2 separate regions of the Rattus norvegicus genome follow, and region 2 is linked to region 1. Evidence: chromatin contacts called from public Hi-C data. All regions are on one chromosome and are shown on one strand. The core of a region is the stretch at or near the end of the contact, and the rest is flanking DNA. Distances in the headings are between cores, read along the strand shown. Region 1 overlaps Dnm1 (dynamin 1). Region 2 holds the start of Dnm1 (dynamin 1).

Region 1 (4,548 bases), core at 46-2,545:
AAGATTGTCTCAGACTGGATGGCATAAGAATGTCTGGGGAGGGGCTGGGGATTTAGCTCAGTGGTAGAGCGCTTACCTAGGAAGCACAAAGCCCTGGGTTCGGTCCCCAGCTCCGAAAAAAAGAACCAAAAAAAAAAAAAAAAAAAAGAAAAGAAAAGAAAAGAAAAAAAAAAGAATGTCTGGGGATTGGGCTGGAGAGATGGCTCAGTAGTTAAGAGCACCGACTGCTCTTCCAAAGGTCCTGAGTTCAATTCCCAGCAACCACATGGTGGCTCACAACCATCTGTAATGAGATCTGATGCCCTCTTCTGGTGTGTCTGAAGATAACTACAATGTATATAATAAATAAATAAACCTTCAAAAAATTAAAAAAAAAATGTCTGGGGATTTGAAATAGGCATTAAACTTCCACTACACACACGGACACATTTCCCTCAATTAAAAAGACACATAGTTAGATATTTGTTATTTTCTTCCTTAAGGACCTAGGGCACTTTAAAGTATCTTCTTCCTTATTTTGGTCTGAAGAAAGGCTCATAAACTTAGTAGGCAGTTGTCCTAGTGACATGGTTGGTTCTGAATCTCCTCCCGGATCCGACACCTAGGGCAGGTGGCTTCGCTATCCTGTATTCTCGTGTGAGAAAAGGGCATTAAGATGTGGTTTCAAGAGTTTAGGCACCAAGCAGTAGTAGGCATCTGAAATATCAAGCCCCGCTTCCGGTTCTGCACCCAGACCCAGTAGGTCTGGCCAGAGACAAGGTGGCGCGGTCATCAGGTTCTAGCCTTCCTTCCCTCTCTGTGCACAGACCAAGGAGTTTATCTTCTCTGAGCTGCTGGCCAACCTGTACTCTTGCGGGGACCAGAACACGCTGATGGAAGAATCGGCCGAACAGGCTCAGCGGCGCGACGAGATGCTGCGTATGTACCACGCACTGAAGGAGGCGCTCAGCATTATCGGCGACATCAACACGACCACCGTCAGCACGCCCATGCCCCCGCCCGTGGACGACTCCTGGCTGCAGGTGCAGAGCGTACCGGCCGGACGCAGGTACCAGGGCCGGCCCCCACGGCCCCAAAGCCCCCCAGCCCGGGGCCCGCGGGAGGAGGGCCGGGACCGGGCAGTGGCGCGCCCGGGTCTCGGGGGCTCCCACCTGGAGCGAGGGGAGGAGCTTAGAAGAGGGCGGGGCTTGTCGCGGGGCGGGGCTTGCCGTGAGCGCTGGCTGCAGGGTGGGTGGCGCCGCTGGGGACCGGGCTTAGGCTCCCACGCTGTCTAAGGTCGCTATGGGCGGGGCTTGCTGCATGGGCGGGGACAGCCTGGGCTGAGGGCGGGGTCTCTGCTGTGGGCGGAGCCACTCACCTCTGCTCCGCGCTTCTTCCGCTCTTGTCGCCCGTAGGTCGCCCACGTCCAGCCCCACGCCGCAGCGCCGAGCCCCCGCCGTGCCCCCAGCCCGGCCCGGGTCGCGGGGCCCTGCTCCTGGGCCTCCGCCTGCTGGATCCGCCCTGGGGGGGGCTCCCCCCGTGCCCTCCAGGCCGGGGGCTTCCCCTGACCCCTTTGGCCCCCCTCCCCAGGTGCCCTCGCGCCCCAACCGCGCCCCGCCTGGGGTCCCCAGGTGAGTAGGGGCTTAAAGCGACGGGAAAGGCTGCCAGGCGGGTGTGACCTGGAGGGAGGTGGAGTTGGATTCTAGATCCTCGGCCTAGCAGCAGAAACGACCCTCTCCATCTTAGGCGTTGGGGTCACATTGCAAGGCCAAGGGACCTGCGGCCACGGGCAGGAGGTCCTGCGCCGCAGGGGGCGCTGAGTCCCGGTGGCGGTCGTTTCTGGGAGGGGGCTCTGGGGCTCAAACCATTTGCCCCCTTCTTTTCAGTATTTGCATGGCGCTTCCCTTTTTTTCATTTTCTCTCCATGCCTCCCACACTTCGCATTTCTTAAACCCTTGCCTCCCATCCTCCTCCATTCCACCCTTCACTCACCTGGCCCAGCTCCTGGTGAGCCTACCTCAGGTCTAGGTCTCTGACCCCAGATCCTCTCTTTGAATCGTGTGGATTTCTTCATTTACATCCAGAGCTACTTCGATGCCCCACTTCCCAGCCCTGACTCTTTTGAGCTGTCCCAGAGTGCCGTTCCACCTCTGGCCCACAGTATCAGGCCAGGCTGTGATTGTGTGACCAGCAAGGTGTGATGATGTGTATGTGGGCGTGCACACGGGTGTGAATGTGAGAGTGTGGCACCCAGGCATGGACATGCATAGAAAGCAGCTGGGGAAGGGCTCTGGGAATGGTGGACAGTCTGGTGGTCTGAAACCAGATGGTGGGTGTTGGGTAAGGACTGGGATCAAAGGCTACCCTGCTGCCAGAGAGCTCCAAGAACAAGGAATATACTTCATCCCTTGCCTTTGTCTTCTTATCCACGACTGGCTTTCCAGGAAGCTCACTCTAATAACCAAGTCTGCCCTGTTTCTACGGACTGCGGCTGGTCTCTAAGAAAACACATGCTCAGACAGACCAACAGCTTCTATTTGGGAATCTAGATGGCTGAAGGACAGAGCTAGAGGAATAGCCCCCATACACCAAATGAAGCTGGGTCTACTCTGTGGGGCTCTGATGTCTGGAACAGTAAAGATGGGCAGCATGTCATGGGACTGGAGTCCAGACATGCTGGTTCACTTCCCTTAGACAAGTCATTTTCCCTCCCAGGGCTTTAGTTTCCTTCTCCTAAATAAGTGTACCCTGACATTTCCCCAGGAGAGTGTCAGATTGACAGGGACAGTGGGCTGCTTTATTAACAGTAAATAGCAGGGTGGGGTAGGTTGGACATTTGGAGAGGTTCAATGATGTAGGGAACCAAGGGAGCTTCTTGGGCAGAAACATGACAGCTGGATCCTAGAGTGCAAGCTCTGCCCTTTACAGAGCCCTATGGTAACCCTGTCAGCACACCAGGCCTGAGTGTGCAGGGAGCTGGTGCAAAGACCTTCTGTGTGCAGGCGAGCTTCTGTGTTGTGACAGCTCACGCGTGTGCTTCTGTGTGCTGAGTGGCTGCATGTCCCAGATCCGTGCTGCACGACGTATTGGCCGGCAATGGTGCTGGGCACTGGGAGGTGGGAGGGGAGATGTATGCGTGTTTGTGGGCATGTGTGTTAGCGTGTGCATGCAGGGCCTTCAGGCCTCACAGCATGTGTGTGCACGCCCAGGGGTGTGCGTGTGTGTGTCCCCTAACCCCCAGCCTGGCCCACCTGTGTGTTTGTGAACTGCCCTGTTGATTCCGTGCTGTCTTTCAGAATCACTATCAGTGACCCCTGAGGAGTGTCAGCTACGGTAGGTTATGCTCTCAGCCTGCTGCATGAACAGTGTGTCTGCCCCCTCCTCCTCGCTGCACCAGCTCCATGCTGAGGACACCTGGGACCTCTGAGCCAGGCCCCTCCTTCTCCTGCAGCTCTAGACTCCCACTTCCTGTCCTCTTCCAGCTGGTTCTCTCACTTCCTTCCCAGTGAGCCGCGGGACTCAGCGCCACTACTCAAGGGCTTCTTGCTTAAACTGAGGGCCCTTGGTACAGGTACCATGCCCAAGATATGGTACTGATATGGGTGCTCTCTGGAGCTGTCTAAGACACCAGACCACTGTTGACAGTGTAGGACTAAGGACTGGGAGAGGGTGTCTTTGGCTGGCCTCTGAAGGGGCCGGATGACAGTGTAGGACTAAGAACTGGGAGAGGGTGTCTTTGGCTGGCCTCGAAGGGGCCAGAAGCTTTAGGAGCTCATCTTCAAACCTACCTTGAACTCTGCTGCCCAGATAGAGCTTTCTACTTCCAACCTAGGAGCATGGGCAACTAAATCCACCACAGGGCAAGCATGATAATCCCGTTGGCGGAGCCAGGGCTCTGATTGATGACTTTAGATCACTTAAGAGCCTTTGCCGTTCTGCCAGCCCGATAGTTCACAGCAAGGTGAGGACAGGTAGCCCCTTTTCCACTCATCCTTGGCATAGAACACCTGTAATTATCAGCCACCTCCTCAGCCCCAGACATAGAGCCAGCCATCAGCTCCCACATTTAACCTATTTTCAGAGTGACCTGTACCTTTTAGCCGGTGGCACTGCGGTGTCTATTGACTGGGCGAGTCAACTTGAATGCTGCCTGGTTGGCCAGAGATCTCTCAGTTACCCTGTCCCAACTCTTCCCCAGCCATTGACGTTCACCCTTCTGCTTTTCCCCAGCAGGAAGGGCCCAGCCTCACCTACGAGACCTGCAGCCCCCCGACCATCGGAGGCTCCCCTCTTAGACTTATAAGTCTGTGGCTACAGGCATCGGCTGCCTGCCTCCTAGCCTCCCCAGGGTCCCCTCAGAGGACTCCTGGGCTTTCTGACCACCTGAGGGGCCTCCAGCGCTCCCTCCAGCCATCCCCTTTAGCTTCGATCTCCTGGTTCAAACACTACTGGCCTCATGGCTGTTACATGGGACTCCCTGAGGCTTGGGGTGGCCCTGAGCCAGTGAGATGGGAAACAGAGTGAGCAGAAAAGAGGGAGGCCCTGTGGTGCATTGCCTGGGTGGTGTGT
Region 2 (5,178 bases), core at 778-3,277, 40 kb before region 1:
AATAACGACATCCCAATTGCAATGGTCCAGACAGACATCTTCAAATTGAATGCCCAGCCTAAATTGATGGTGCTGGTCATCTTGGCTCACACCCCTGCCCTCTCTGGTCCTCAGGATAATAACAGGTTGGCTAAGAACAGCTGCTCTGAATGAGGGGTCTTAAGGCTGGTGTTTCAGCTGCCTGGACTTCTGATGTGGTTGGTGTGGTCGTTAATGAGGGCACCGGGTTTGGGCTGGGCCCTACACAGACATTCTACCTTGTCATTGTGAATCCTCTACAGATTAGACAGCTAAGAACCAGAAACAACACAGAGGTAAGGTCTAGGTGGTTCTCTCCTAACTGAAAACCCTTTCCACTCGGCTCATGGTCCGCCCACTTCTAGTCTCTGCTCCAGCATTACCATCCTGTATACTTAAGAACACAAGCCGGGGCTGGGGATTTAGCTCAGTGGTAGAGCACTTACCTAGGAAGCGCAAGGCCCTGGGTTCGCTCCCCAGCTCCGAAAAAAAAAGAACCAAAAAAAAAAAAAAAAAAAAAAAGAACACAAGCCCTGGGTTGGGGTTTTAGCTCAGTGGCGCTTGCCTAGGAAGCGCAAGGCCCTGGGTTCGGTCCCCAGCTCAGGAAAAAAAAAAAAAAAAAAAAAAAAAAAGCAAAAAAAAAAAAAAAAAACCAACAACAACAACAAAAAAAAAAAACCACAAGCCCTGCCCCTGCCCTGCTCCCTGCTCATCACCCCGACAGAGTCATAGTCATTGGCTTAGTTGCATATGGCCCCTCCCTTTCCCATTTGTCTTTCAGGTAAGGATTATTGTCGCTGCTTTGTCCCGGGGGCCTAGCAGGTGCCTGCCTGCTCAGGAACCCAATAGTCTTTAATACCTAGGGCACTTCCCTAGTCTCAGAACATAGAAATGACTGGACAGCCCTCCCTTTCTTGGCTTCCTTGCTGGGAGTCCTAACTAGGTCCTTCTTGATGCAAAAGTGGGTAGGGGGCCTGGTTCCCAACGGTCTGTCTCTGTGAGAAGGACAGGCAAGTATGACTGCAGGAGCCCTTGGTTTGAATGGCATTGTTTATCGATTTCTGAATGTGGCTATCATCCTCTTGGAGACCTAGAGTTTAAGACAAAACTTTCACCTCTCCTGGGCAGGATTTCCTAGGTATCAGGGCCTTTGTACTTCTTGTCCACTCCACCAGGGTGGTTTCCCCCTATCCGTGTGGCTGGCCCCTTCTTATCTTTTACATTCCCTTTCAAAGGCCACTTCTTCGGAAAACCTTTGGCTCCTTCCGGCTAATGTGACTTTCCAACCCATGTTGGTTTCCTCCGTTTCTTTTAGTACAAAAGATCTTCTGGGTCCTGTCTATCCCACCACCTGTAAGATCTCTGAGTGCGGAGTCCCTAGCTGTTCTGCATAGCGTTGTGTCTGTAAGCTTCGGAAGGGGCCTAGCTTACCAGGAAGGGTTCCTGGTAATTCGTTGAATTAATGGTTTTTATTTCTTCCTCCTACAACCAGAAGACACTGAGGTCCCAAGATAAGAAGGAATATGCTGCAGATTTTTGATTCGTGTCAGAACCTAGACTAGAAAGCATCCAAGGCTTAAGTGGACTAAGGCTGACTTTGGTCAGCTGACTGCAGCATGGGGGTGCCAGATCTTCCCTCTAAGGCCTCAGTTTCTCCATTTGGAAATAACTGCTGAAATGAAGTAATTATGAATGACCACCATATACTAGCCAATTTCTATAGTTAGCACTCCTAGCCATCACCAAAAAAATTATCTTTGGTGCAGCATCCGTATCCCCAGAAACACAAGTGTCCCCCGAAAGCCGCAGAAGGAGAAAACTACAACACCCATGACGCCCAGCGCTGCGTCTGCGCATAGTGATCAGTCCGCGAAACCCTACTCGCCATCTAGCGGCGGCCTGGAGAAGCGCTCCGCTCGGATCCCCGAGAGGCGGAGGACCCGCGGTGCACGCAGTCGGGATATTCCGCTGCAGCCGCGAAGCCGGGGGCCAAGAGCCGGAGCAGGAGCGGCTGCCGGGATCGCAGCCCGCCGGGCCCGCCGCAACCATGGGCAACCGCGGCATGGAAGACCTCATCCCGCTGGTTAACCGGTTACAGGACGCCTTCTCTGCCATCGGCCAGAACGCGGACCTCGACTTGCCGCAGATCGCCGTGGTAGGCGGCCAGAGCGCCGGCAAGAGCTCGGTGCTGGAGAATTTCGTGGGCAGGTAGGAGCGGCGCGGACACCCGCACCCGGGTGCCCCGGGTCCCCGCCCCGGGCTCCGACGGCCTGGGCGCTGGTCTGGAGGACCGAGCGCCCCCGCCCCCCACTTGAGCCCTGGGGTCCGCAGCGCCCCCGCCAGCCCGCAGACATCAGTGGAGTCCCCCGCTCACGCCCCCTCCTTCACCCCATCGTCTGCAGGGCGACCCCTGCAGAGGGCTGTCCTTGATCGCCAATACCCGCACGGAGGGGGCCCGCATTACTCAGGTCCTCGCTGGGAGCCGACAGCACCCGGAGGGCAGTGGGCTTCTTGGAACCCGCTCTGCCCCCGTGGGAATTCCTGGTCGTGACAGGGGACAGCCCCCTCCCCCAGTCCCTAGAAAAGGACACAGCCCTATAGGCATCGGGGACCAGGCACAACACCCCCCCCCCCGCACACGCACACAGCGCACACACGCACACACACACGCGCACACACGCACACACACACACGCACACACACGCACACACACGCACACACACGCACATACACACACACACACACACACACCTCTGCGGCTCCCGCCGCCATCCGTGCGCAGCGCGGCGGAGGGGGAGGCGCGGGCTGCGGTGTGAGGAAAGGAAGGGGGTGGGGGGCAGAAGCGGTCTGTGAGCCTCTACGGAGCAGCCTGCCCCTGGCTTCGTCTCCCCCTTGGGAAGGGGCCGCTTGTCAGCGTTCTCCTCCCCTAGCCGGCAGAAGGGTTGTGATGGAGAGAAAAGGCGGCAGAGGGCAGAGATGACTAAGTCCAGGAGGCAGGATGGCAGGGAGGGGGGTAGTGAGCCATTGCAGAACCTAATCCTCCTCTGGCCTCTGATCCCACAAGGCTCTGAGAAGTCCAGGTGGCAGAGTGGAAGGGAGCCTTAGAGACAAAGGGTCTTGGACTTAGGGGCACAGGCAGGGTCGTGACCCCCGCCCCAGCCCCCAGGCTCCCTTGGAGCAAAGGAAGACAGAGGTGGCATTTCTGGTTCTTAGAAAGAGCAGTCGTTTCTATGAGCTCAGGTGCAGGCCTGGAAAGGGGCTGCCGGGCCCAGAGAGGAGTCTGAAGCCTTAACCTTGACCTCTCATCTGCGAGGCATAAACGCTCATCTTTCTACAGAGTCTTGCTTTCTTGCAGTGACCTTCATTGGTTAAGGAGATGTCAGGCATGAGGAGAGGGAAGCAGCGGCCCCTCCTTCCAGAGGGACAAGCATTCTGTGGGGTGACAGCTGGGTCTAAGCCAGGTGTTGCTGGAAAACCTTGGGCAAGTCACTTGCCTTTACCAAACCTCAGTGCAGTATGGACAGATTGGAGGGTTGATGCCACCACCCATCCTGGGAAGCCACTGCAAACCCACCCGGGGTGGGGTTGGGGAAGAGGAGCTGAGTAGAACCATGTAGTCGTGAGATGTAGACATTCCACCGTGGAAATAGCTCTGTCCATCTTGTGAGCAGAGAGGACCAGCTGTCTCTGGGTCATGTGACCCCAGAGCTGCAGACACAGGCAAGAAGATGAGCCCCTTCCCAGGGGTTCAGCAGTCAGGGCTGTTGGGGGTGGAGGAATGTATGGTGCCCTGAAGACAGGGGCGTGGAAGAGTGCCCAGCACTTTACAGTATATAAACCACATCTCCATGTCGAGTTCTCTGAGCATTTGCTGGACTGTTCTAAGCCAGACCGTGTGTTCTAGTCAGGGGGTGCAGACCGGAGCCCCTCCCTGCCTTGTTGTAACCCCTGTGAAGCAGGCACAGTGGTGTCCACCCTATAGATGGGCAACTGACCTTAGATGCTTTTTCTCAAGGTCATATATGCCCGAATGGGTGATACCTGTCAGACTCCAACTTGATCCTGCATTGGTCATGGGGACAGATTGGAGTGTAGACATCTGGGTTCACATCTGTAGGATGGGGACCCTGGAAACTTACCTGGACCTCCTAAACCAGTACAAAAGCCATTCACTAAACCCATGAATGAGAGTCCTTGAGACACTTTGAGAGTCTATGAGGCTGGGGACCTGTCCATGATGCTCTGGCACAGTGCAGCATCTAGCCCAGACCACAGTAGATAGATAGCCTCGGCTGTTGACCTGCTGCCTGAGAGGCCACAACTTCAGCCAGGAGGACGCGGAAGAGTGTCCAGATGCAGAGGAAGAGGACTGCTCCCAAATCTGAGGGGCAAGTGGGAAGCAGCGTCGATCCTTAAGATCGAGTGAAGAAGCCACAAAATGAACAGCGACATTGAGGCTAGGGGCGGGGTCAGGTCCCAGTCAGCCCTACCTGTGCCCTCACAGATGCCCAGCCTCTCTGCCTAGCTCTGGGTCCCCAGACCCGTGAACATGGTAACGACAGCTCTTTCTCCTGGGGCTTTCAGCGCACCAAACCCCCATGGAGAGGAAGTGGGAAACTCCCTAGAGAAAACAAGCTAATCCAGGGCAGGCAGGCTCCCGGGCATCCAGGAGGACCTGGCGTCAGCTCTGCAATTGAGGTGACCCAGCGGCTGTCCGGGACCTTGCTAGGTCTTGTTTGATTCTGTGCTGTTCATTTCCCTTCCCTTTACAGATGGGGGAAACTGAGGCCAGTTCATTCAGTCATTTAGCAGTGACTTTTGGAGGGTCCGCAGCAGTCACACTGGAGAGTCTTTGGTGAAGCTGTGCATTCCAGAGAGAGAAACTGAGACCCCTGGAAGCTGTGGTCTGTCTCCCCAAAGAGCTGAGCTGCTTTCCACACAGAGGGCTCAGAAGGTCTTAGAGGAAGGTCTCACCCAGGAGAACCAAGCAATACTAAGCCATGGGAGACGCTGGGAGGAAAAAAAATTCCCAGGCCAGGGAACGGCAAGTGCAAAGGGCCTGGGGCAGGAAAGAATCAGTTCGAGACCCAAACAGGCACCACTAGGACTGGTGTTTAGGCAGGAACAATGGGACAGGGCCTGCATCTGTGAGCCCTCAGG

Evidence for each region. A called contact is a pair of places that touch in the nucleus more often than the background predicts.
Region 2: a contact with region 1 is called in a Hi-C map of Schwann cells, with 2.7 times the contacts expected there. The contact joins the promoter of Dnm1 here to the enhancer-like site in region 1. A contact is called at or near these places in 5 of 12 Hi-C or Micro-C datasets (the A7r5 cell line, the Rat2 cell line, Schwann cells and 2 more).

The regions. Positions count from the first base shown.
Region 1 is chr3:36,003,363-36,007,910 of GRCr8, reverse strand. Dnm1 (dynamin 1) reads left to right here. Exons shown (of 23, transcript NM_080689.5): 20 at 807-1,048; 21 at 1,395-1,610; 22 at 3,276-3,312. The coding sequence ends at 3,297. Among named protein-coding and RNA genes, the nearest start is that of Golga2, 24 kb to the right of the region's middle. Within about 2 kb of position 1,295, at least 26 of the 93 cell types and tissues checked have an H3K27ac peak or open chromatin away from gene starts, as enhancers often do. A contact at or near this core is called in Schwann cells, where this site is marked.
Region 2 is chr3:36,043,138-36,048,315 of GRCr8, reverse strand. It overlaps Dnm1 (dynamin 1), which reads left to right and starts at 2,027. Exons shown (of 23, transcript NM_080689.5): 1 at 2,027-2,226. The coding sequence starts at 2,066.